Linked DNA regions of Sus scrofa: region 2 is linked to region 1. The links are chromatin contacts, called in public Hi-C maps. All regions are on one chromosome and are shown on one strand. The core of a region is the stretch at or near the end of the contact, and the rest is flanking DNA. Distances in the headings are between cores, read along the strand shown.

The links. Hi-C and Micro-C count contacts between places; a contact is called where the count stands out from the background.
Region 2: a Hi-C map of embryonic fibroblasts shows a contact between it and region 1, with 2.4 times the contacts expected there. The contact joins two enhancer-like sites. A contact is called at or near these places in 1 of 47 Hi-C or Micro-C datasets (embryonic fibroblasts) and 1 of 2 datasets of contacts at active chromatin or transcription factors (alveolar macrophages).

Annotation. Positions count from the first base shown.
Region 1 is chr9:10,893,722-10,897,388 of Sscrofa11.1, forward strand. No RefSeq gene overlaps it. Among named protein-coding and RNA genes, the nearest start is that of TSKU, 32 kb to the right of the region's middle. Within about 2 kb of position 2,095, at least 16 of the 83 cell types and tissues checked have an H3K27ac peak or open chromatin away from gene starts, as enhancers often do. A contact at or near this core is called in alveolar macrophages and embryonic fibroblasts, where this site is marked.
Region 2 is chr9:11,055,011-11,058,735 of Sscrofa11.1, forward strand. The region is part of intron 1 of ACER3 (alkaline ceramidase 3); the gene reads left to right. Among named protein-coding and RNA genes, the nearest start is that of ACER3, 72 kb to the left of the region's middle. Within about 2 kb of position 1,616, at least 16 of the 83 cell types and tissues checked have an H3K27ac peak or open chromatin away from gene starts, as enhancers often do. A contact at or near this core is called in alveolar macrophages and embryonic fibroblasts, where this site is marked.

The sequences.
Region 1 (3,667 bases), core at 845-3,344:
AGGCAGGGCAGGTGTCCAGGGACCTGCCTGGGGATAAGATGTGCCAGGCTTACTGCCAAGCTGGGCGAAGCCCGTAGTCATGGAAACAGCCTCCAACTTCAGGCCTCATTGGCAGGACCAGCCCCCCGACCCTAGTCCCTTGGGTCTGCCCCTGGCTGCAGCTTCCCTGGGTTTGGAACTCTGACTCCACCCTGGCCACTCGGCCAAGAGCCTGTAAAAACAACTACCAGGCTCCTTCACTCAATGTCCCGTGAGCCTGAGGACCACGGAAAAGCAAGCCGGATCCTTTGCTCATGCTGCTTAGCAGCTGGGGCTTAAATGGTACAACAGGCCCCATATGTGAGGCTAAGGATTGGTCCTTCCTTACGGAATGATTTTAATTCTTGGGCTACGATGATTATAATTTATATAAAAGGGCCAAGACTCATGAAGCACTAACAATGCACATTTACATCCCTTATTTAATTTCACTCACCTAACAACCTTTTTTTTTTTATTACTCAGTGAATTCACATAACAACCTTTTAAAGTGGGAATTGCATCTCCATTTTGCTGAGGTCTCGTGATTTATGCAAAGCCACCATGGATCAGTGGCTGAGATTCAGTCATTCATCCCCTCGTCCTTTCATTTATTTATTTTTCAACCCTTCTTGAGAGTCACCCCCCATGCCAGGCTGAGAAGGTATGTCTGCATTGACACAGGTCTTTTTTTTTTTGTCTTTTTCGGGACCTACCCTCGGCATATGGAGATTCCCAGGCTAGGGGTCTAAGCTATAGCCACCAGCCTATGTCACAGCCACAGCCACACCAATCCTTAACCCACTGAGCAAGGCCAGGGATCGAACTGGCAACCTCATGGTTCCTAGTCGGATTTGCTTCCACTGCGCCACAACCGGAACTCCACAGGTCTTTTGACTTTGAACTCATTTCCTCATCAGCCATTGAGATTCTATCTCCAGTAATATTTATTGTGAGACTTCAGTGTTGGGTGTTTCATTCAAACGTTTAATTCTCACAACAATGCTCCAGAAGGGAGTCTGTTGTCTTCCGTTTTACAAGAAGGAAAACAGAGGCTCAGAAAGGGGAAGCCATTTGCCTCGGACTCCCCCACTGGTGGGAGGCAGAGCCTAGGATCCAAGAGGGCAGAAAGTTAGGTGTTCAATTCCCGCCTCGGGTTTCACGTTCCAGCCTCACACTGGCTCTTGGGTCCTCTTACATCCCTCTGGCTCAGGGCTGGGGTCTAAATCCCCTCACTGAAGCAGCCCTGATATCTAATAGCCCAGCTCCCAGCAGGCTCTGCAGGAGGGAGCTGGTGGAGGAAGGCAGCCGCCTTGGGGGGCCCATGAGTGCAGCCCTTGTTTGGGGGGGCCTCTCCCTGGCCAGGGCTCCGGAGCAGTCAGGGGCAGAAAGGGGGCCAGGCTGCCTCCCAGTGTCAGGGTGAGGAATCTCCAGGCTGGAAAAGGCCCAGGCAATGCTGGCCATGAGTCACAGCCATGGCTCCCTCCCCTCAAGAAGGCCAGGCGCAGGTACTCTGGGTCCAACACGATTCCCCTGACTGTGCCGGGCCCGGCCACCGTCCTGGAGCAGCATCTGACTAAGAGGAGGGAGGGATTCAGGCTGACCAGGCCTCCACGGGCCTCGATCAGGAGCCGGGCAAGGGCTGTGGGAGGAAGAGTCACCTCTCAGCTGGGTTAAGGAGCCTGAGGCCCATGGAAGGGAAGGGGGCCCGGGGGTGGGAAAGGGGTCTCAAGAGAGGAAACAGGAGAGAGGAACCCAGAAAAAGCAAGACAAGGAGAGAGGGACAGAGAGGAAACCACAGATGCAAAGAGCAAGTGGAGAAAGACAGAGGGAGAAAAAAAATAACAAAGCCAGAGGCACAGAGGCCAAAAGACAAACACCCAGAAAGGACTGGGGGGAGAATAGCACACAGAGAAAGTGGGGGGGCAGGGAGAGGCCTTGGGCAGCTCCCCAGCTGGGGCTCGGCCTGCTGGACTCCAGCAAAGGGGCAGGGGCGGCCCCATCTGGAAGCAGTCAGCATCCCTCCAGGAGGAGGGTGTGACGAGGAGCCAGACATGAGCCATGTCTGGAAAGAGGAAGAAGCAGAATTTTGCAAAGGCTGAGCTGGCAGTGGGCAGGGCGGTTGCACGGACTGGGTTGTCTGGTGTGGGATTTCTCAGCGGGCAGTCGAGGACAGAGCTCCCGCCCCGTTGCCGTCTATCTTGGGCTCTGAAGGAGGACGTGGGTGGCCAGGGTTGTCGGAGAGCCTCACCTCATTGGAGATGGAAAACAGAGGCCAAGGAGAAGAAACGTCTGTCCCAAGGTCGCAGAGTCCCCAGGTCTTTGGTAAAGGCAGCCCCTCTTTCTCAGTCATTCCTTTAATCACACATTTATTCGACAAACATTAACTGAGCACCTGGCAGGTGCTAAGTGCCAAGCTAGGGGTTCCTTGATGATTAGCAGACGGCCTCTGCCCCCCCCAACGCCCACCCCGAGCTCACAGTCTGCTGGGGAAGGCAAGCAGGGCAACACGGTGCCCTGGATAATGTGATGAAAGGATGCTTTGGGCGCGGAAGCCAGTCTAGAAGTTCAAGGGCAGCCCTGAGGAGGGCTGTCAGGGCAAACCGAGAGGTGAGAAGGAGGCAGCCAGGGGGAGGGAGGGAGAGCACACCAGGCAGAAGAAACCCAAAGAATGAAGGGCAGATGCTTCAGGGTCACAAAATGCGGCTCGCCGGGTGCACCCGTGCACCAGGAAGCTGTAATTATTTTGTTTGTTACTAATCCGACTTTCCTCCCCAACCCTCCTGCCTTGGTCAGCAGGAAAAAATTACATAATGTCATCTAATGGGGTTTGAAGCTGGGCCTGATCCGATCATTTAAACAGCCTCTTTGGGTACTATTCAGTCTGCCTTGTAAATCCCTCCAGCCCTCAGGTAGCTTCCACCTCTGCTGCCTCCCCATTGTGTGGGTGTGGGTGTGGGTGTGGGTGTGGGTGTGTGTGGAGGGGGCCTGCAAGTGAGCAGCCAGGCAGATGCAGGACTGCCTGGAAGAGGCAGATGCCATCCTCCGTAGCACCATCTGCCTCTCCGGGAGATGCCAGTTTCCTCCCAGGAGGTCTCCAGGCCAGGCCCCCATTGGTGGCCAGGGCTCATCTGGCTCCACCAGCAGAACCGCGGTCTCTGCCTTCTTCCCCATCCAGACCCCTGCCCATCCTTACCGTCCCAGGGCCTATGAGCTCGCTGGCTCTCAGTTCAGTCCCCAGGTCACGTGGAATGCAGGAAGGCCCAGGGACGCCCATGCTCAGCCTCCCGCTCTCGGACGGCACACAAGTCCAAGTTCACAGGGCGGCAGGCCCCTGTGGCTGCGTGGCGTTGCACAGAAAGAATGTACCATCTCCTACTCTTGTACTCTTTCCTGCAATGTTTCACTCTTATGAACAATCCTGCAATAAACATCTTTTTCCCATCCTCTTTTTGCTCGTGTATAGGTGTTTCTCTTGGGTAAATTCCAAGAGATGAGCCCCTGAGCCAAATACCCCAAGGTAAGTGTATTTTATCTTTGGATGGAGTCTGTCCATCGAGCTCCATAAAAGCCGCAGCAGATTACACTCCAGCCACCTCATCAACCCTGGACATTGATCATCAGTGTTTTTCAGGGTTTGTCAACTTTA
Region 2 (3,725 bases), core at 366-2,865, 160 kb after region 1:
ATCACTTTTTCGGCTTCCCCAGATTTTATTGTTTCTGTTTTTTTAAGTGGTGGTTACACAATTATAAATATGACTGAGTTCTAAATTATCAACCCAGCTGCCCCGGGGCTTTGTGTGTTCTGCCACTTTTGGGAGCACTTTAAAGGAGGCTGAGCATACTGGCTCCATCTACTGTCATGCTGAGGTAAACAGCTTTCTACTATATTTTCAAAGTTGTTTCAGACTTACTCTTTGGCACATTAACCGCCCCCCACCACCGCCACCTTCTTTTCTATATTTTGATACTTGAGTTCTTTTCACTTGGTAAAAGATAGCTTTACCTGTTAAGAAATCTTGAAATTACTGAAATACCAGCCTTGCCTATAATTTGGGGGCAAGAATTCAAAGATGTGTTTGTGGGTATAAAAATATTATAATTTTCAGATTAAAAAAAAATCATTTAACTCTGTATCCAAACAGGATTCCCTCTATAAAATTTTGTTTTGTTTTGCTTTGTTTTTTTGCTTTTTATGGCTGCTCCCACAGCATATGGAGTTCCCAGGCTAGGGATCAAATTGGAGCTGCAGCTGCCAGCCTACACCACAGCCACAGCACTGCAGGATCTGAGCCGTGTCTGCAATCTGCACCATAGCTCATAACAACACAGGATCCTTAACTCACTGAGAGAGGCCAGGGATCAAACCCACATCCTCGTGGGTATTAGTCGGGTTTGTAACCTGCTGAGCCACAATGGGAACTTCCTAATGTTTTAGAACAGTATTGTGTGGTATATGAATGAATCTCTAGTTTTTATTTTTGGAAAAATAATGTTTTAATTGAATTTTCTGGGGCACTCCAAAGTCCAGTTAAACCCGTAGTGGAAATAATTTAGCCTTTATTTTCTATCATTCATCTATATTACCAATATTTTAACTTTAAGTTATAAAAACTGAATACCCATATTGTAGAAAATATTAAAAAAAGAAGAAAGAATCCATTACTTTCCATCTTTTTTTTTTTTTTTTTTTTTTGTCTTTTGTCTTTTTAGGGCCCCACTTGCAGCATATGGAGGTTCCTAGGCTAGGGGTTAAATTGGAGCTGTAGCTGCCGGCCTACACCAAAGCCACAGCAACACGGAATCCAAGCCTGTCTGAAACCTACACCACAGCTCACAGCAACACTGGATCCTTAACCCACTGACCAAGGCCAGGGACTGAACCCGCAACCACATGGTTCCTAGTCAGATTCGTTTCCATTGTGCCACAGTGGGAACTCCCATTACTTTACCATCTTAAAACTTATTTTGGTGCTGGGGGAACCCGCACTAAACATAGTTTTGTGCAGAAATGATTGGCGAAAACATAGTTTTATAATTGTTATCAACTGTTATCGATATAGTTATTAATTTATTACCTCTCATCTTCAAATTCAAATTCATTGCATGCTCTGTGAAAGTGGGCCTGGGCCCTTTAAATGTTTCCTTCAATAGCTTAGCTGGATGTTCAGCTTGGTCAGTAGAGGGCACTGGAGAGACACTGCAAGAGAAAGGATTTTCCTTCCTAGTTCTGGTGTGTCAGCTTGGCTTCAGTGCCTGGCTCTTGCAGTGCAAGTGGTTCATCCATCTTCTGCCCTGTTTATGAAACTTCCCCCAGTGCTCAGATCCAGAAGCTTACTCAGCTTCTCCAGTGCCAGCTCCTGCAGTCATGCAGTCAGCAGCACTAGTGGCCCCTAGCTCCTGCCTCCATGTAATAAGCTTTTCCTGGCATCCTAGAAGGTAGTTTAAGCACAAGCTACTAGGGGTGGATTTTCACTGAGCTCTTCAGGGGTGGCAGCCCAGTAACTTACCTACTGTTTGATGAGCTTTGGTCATGCCCCCTCCACAAGGGTCTGGCTGTCAGCCCTGGCTGGGACCTCTCCTTTTAGTTTCTATCTCCATCTTAGGCGTAGTAGCTGTTCCTTACATATGCTATTTCTGTATTCTCTAGAGTTAGCTTTGCTTACTACTAGCCATCTCTCACTACTGCAATTTCCTCTTATAATTAACGATTTTTTTTTTTTTTTGGCCGCCCCCACAGCATGTAGAAGTTCCAGGGCCAGGGATCAAACCCAAACCACAGCAGTCACAGTGCCAGATTCTTAACCCACTGCATGACCTAATGATTTTTTATAGTAAACTTTTTCAGTTCAAATTACTCTCTGATTTATCTTTCCTGATTGGACCCAGACTGGTAGTATTTTTTTAACCCAAGTTTTCATTTTATGATAATTTTTCATGCATTCTTTTTGTCCAGTAAAGTTAAATAAGCTGACATTTATATATCCCTTATTTACAAAGCAGTTTCATATCTATTATTCTTTAAATCAGCTTTGAAAAAAACAAACTTTTATTCTTTCTTCTTGACTTTATAGTCTTTTTGCCTTTGTGGTTAATCCTTTCTGTGTTCTCTTTAAAAGTTTATTGCCATTTCCAAGCTTGTTTAGCTGTTCTCCCATGTTTTCTTCTAAAAGTTATGCTGTTTAAAAAAGAAAAAAGTTATACTGTTTTACTTTTCACATTTAGATCTGCAATACATCTGGATTTTATTTTTGTGTAAGAAGTGTGAGCTTGGGGTCCAGATTCATTTTTTTCTCTTGCAAACATCCAGTTGCTCCAGTACCCTTTATTGACAAGACCATCCTTTTCATACTACATGTTTGTAGTGTGTAGGGCATGCTTGCCATACAGTTATCCACAGGGGAAAGTGCACACTAGCTTCAAACTTCTACATAGTGATGTTTTTAGTCTGAATAATGAGAGCATAGTGATTAAAAACTTTTGAAAGAAAGATAGACCCCAAAATTTTGTGGCTAAATTATCTTTTGCATTAAAGGCAAAAGACATATTCTCAAGCACTCAGAAGTCAGGGAATACAGCACATACATATCCTTGAAAAAAAAATATGGAGATGGATGATGAAATTTAAACAAGTAAAACTTGGCTTAAAAAAAAGACAGATGTGGCCAGTTAATGATTCGATAGGAACATGAGTGGGTTGTTGCCTGTCAGTGGTAAGGATCCGGGTGAGCTGGGTAGGTTGCAGATGCCGATGCGTGCTGTGCTTGGTAGGCTGGCTAAGCTCCGATTCGACCCTACTGGAACTCATATGCCGGAAGAAAAAACAACAAAAAAAAAAAAAAAAAAAAAAAAAAAAAAAAAAAAAAAAAAAGAATAGCATGGGAAAAAGACTGGAGATTGACACTGTATCCATTTAAATAGAGACCTGAAGTTAAAAACAAAGATAACATAGAATTATGAAATGACACAGGAATTCCACTCCTAGGTATATTCTAAAGAGAACTGAAAATACATCCATACACACAAAAAATTACATATGAATGTTCATAGCAATATTATTTGTAATAGCCAAAGAGTGGAAACAACCCAGATGTCCAACTGACAAGTATATAAATAAAATGTGGTATATCCATACAATGGACTTTTTGGCAAAAAAAAAGAATGAGGTTCTTTTTTTTTTTGTTTTTTTGTTTTTTTGTCTTTTTAGGGCCACACCTGTGGCATATGGAGGTTCCCAGGCTAGGGGTCTAATCAGAGCTGGAGCCACCAGCCTATGCCACAGGTGCAGCAACTTGGGATCCGAGTCACCTCTTCGACCTATACCACAGCTCACGGCACTGCCGGATCCTTAACCCACTGAGCGAGGCCAGGGATCGAACCTGCAACCTCATCTTTCCTAGTCAGATTAGTT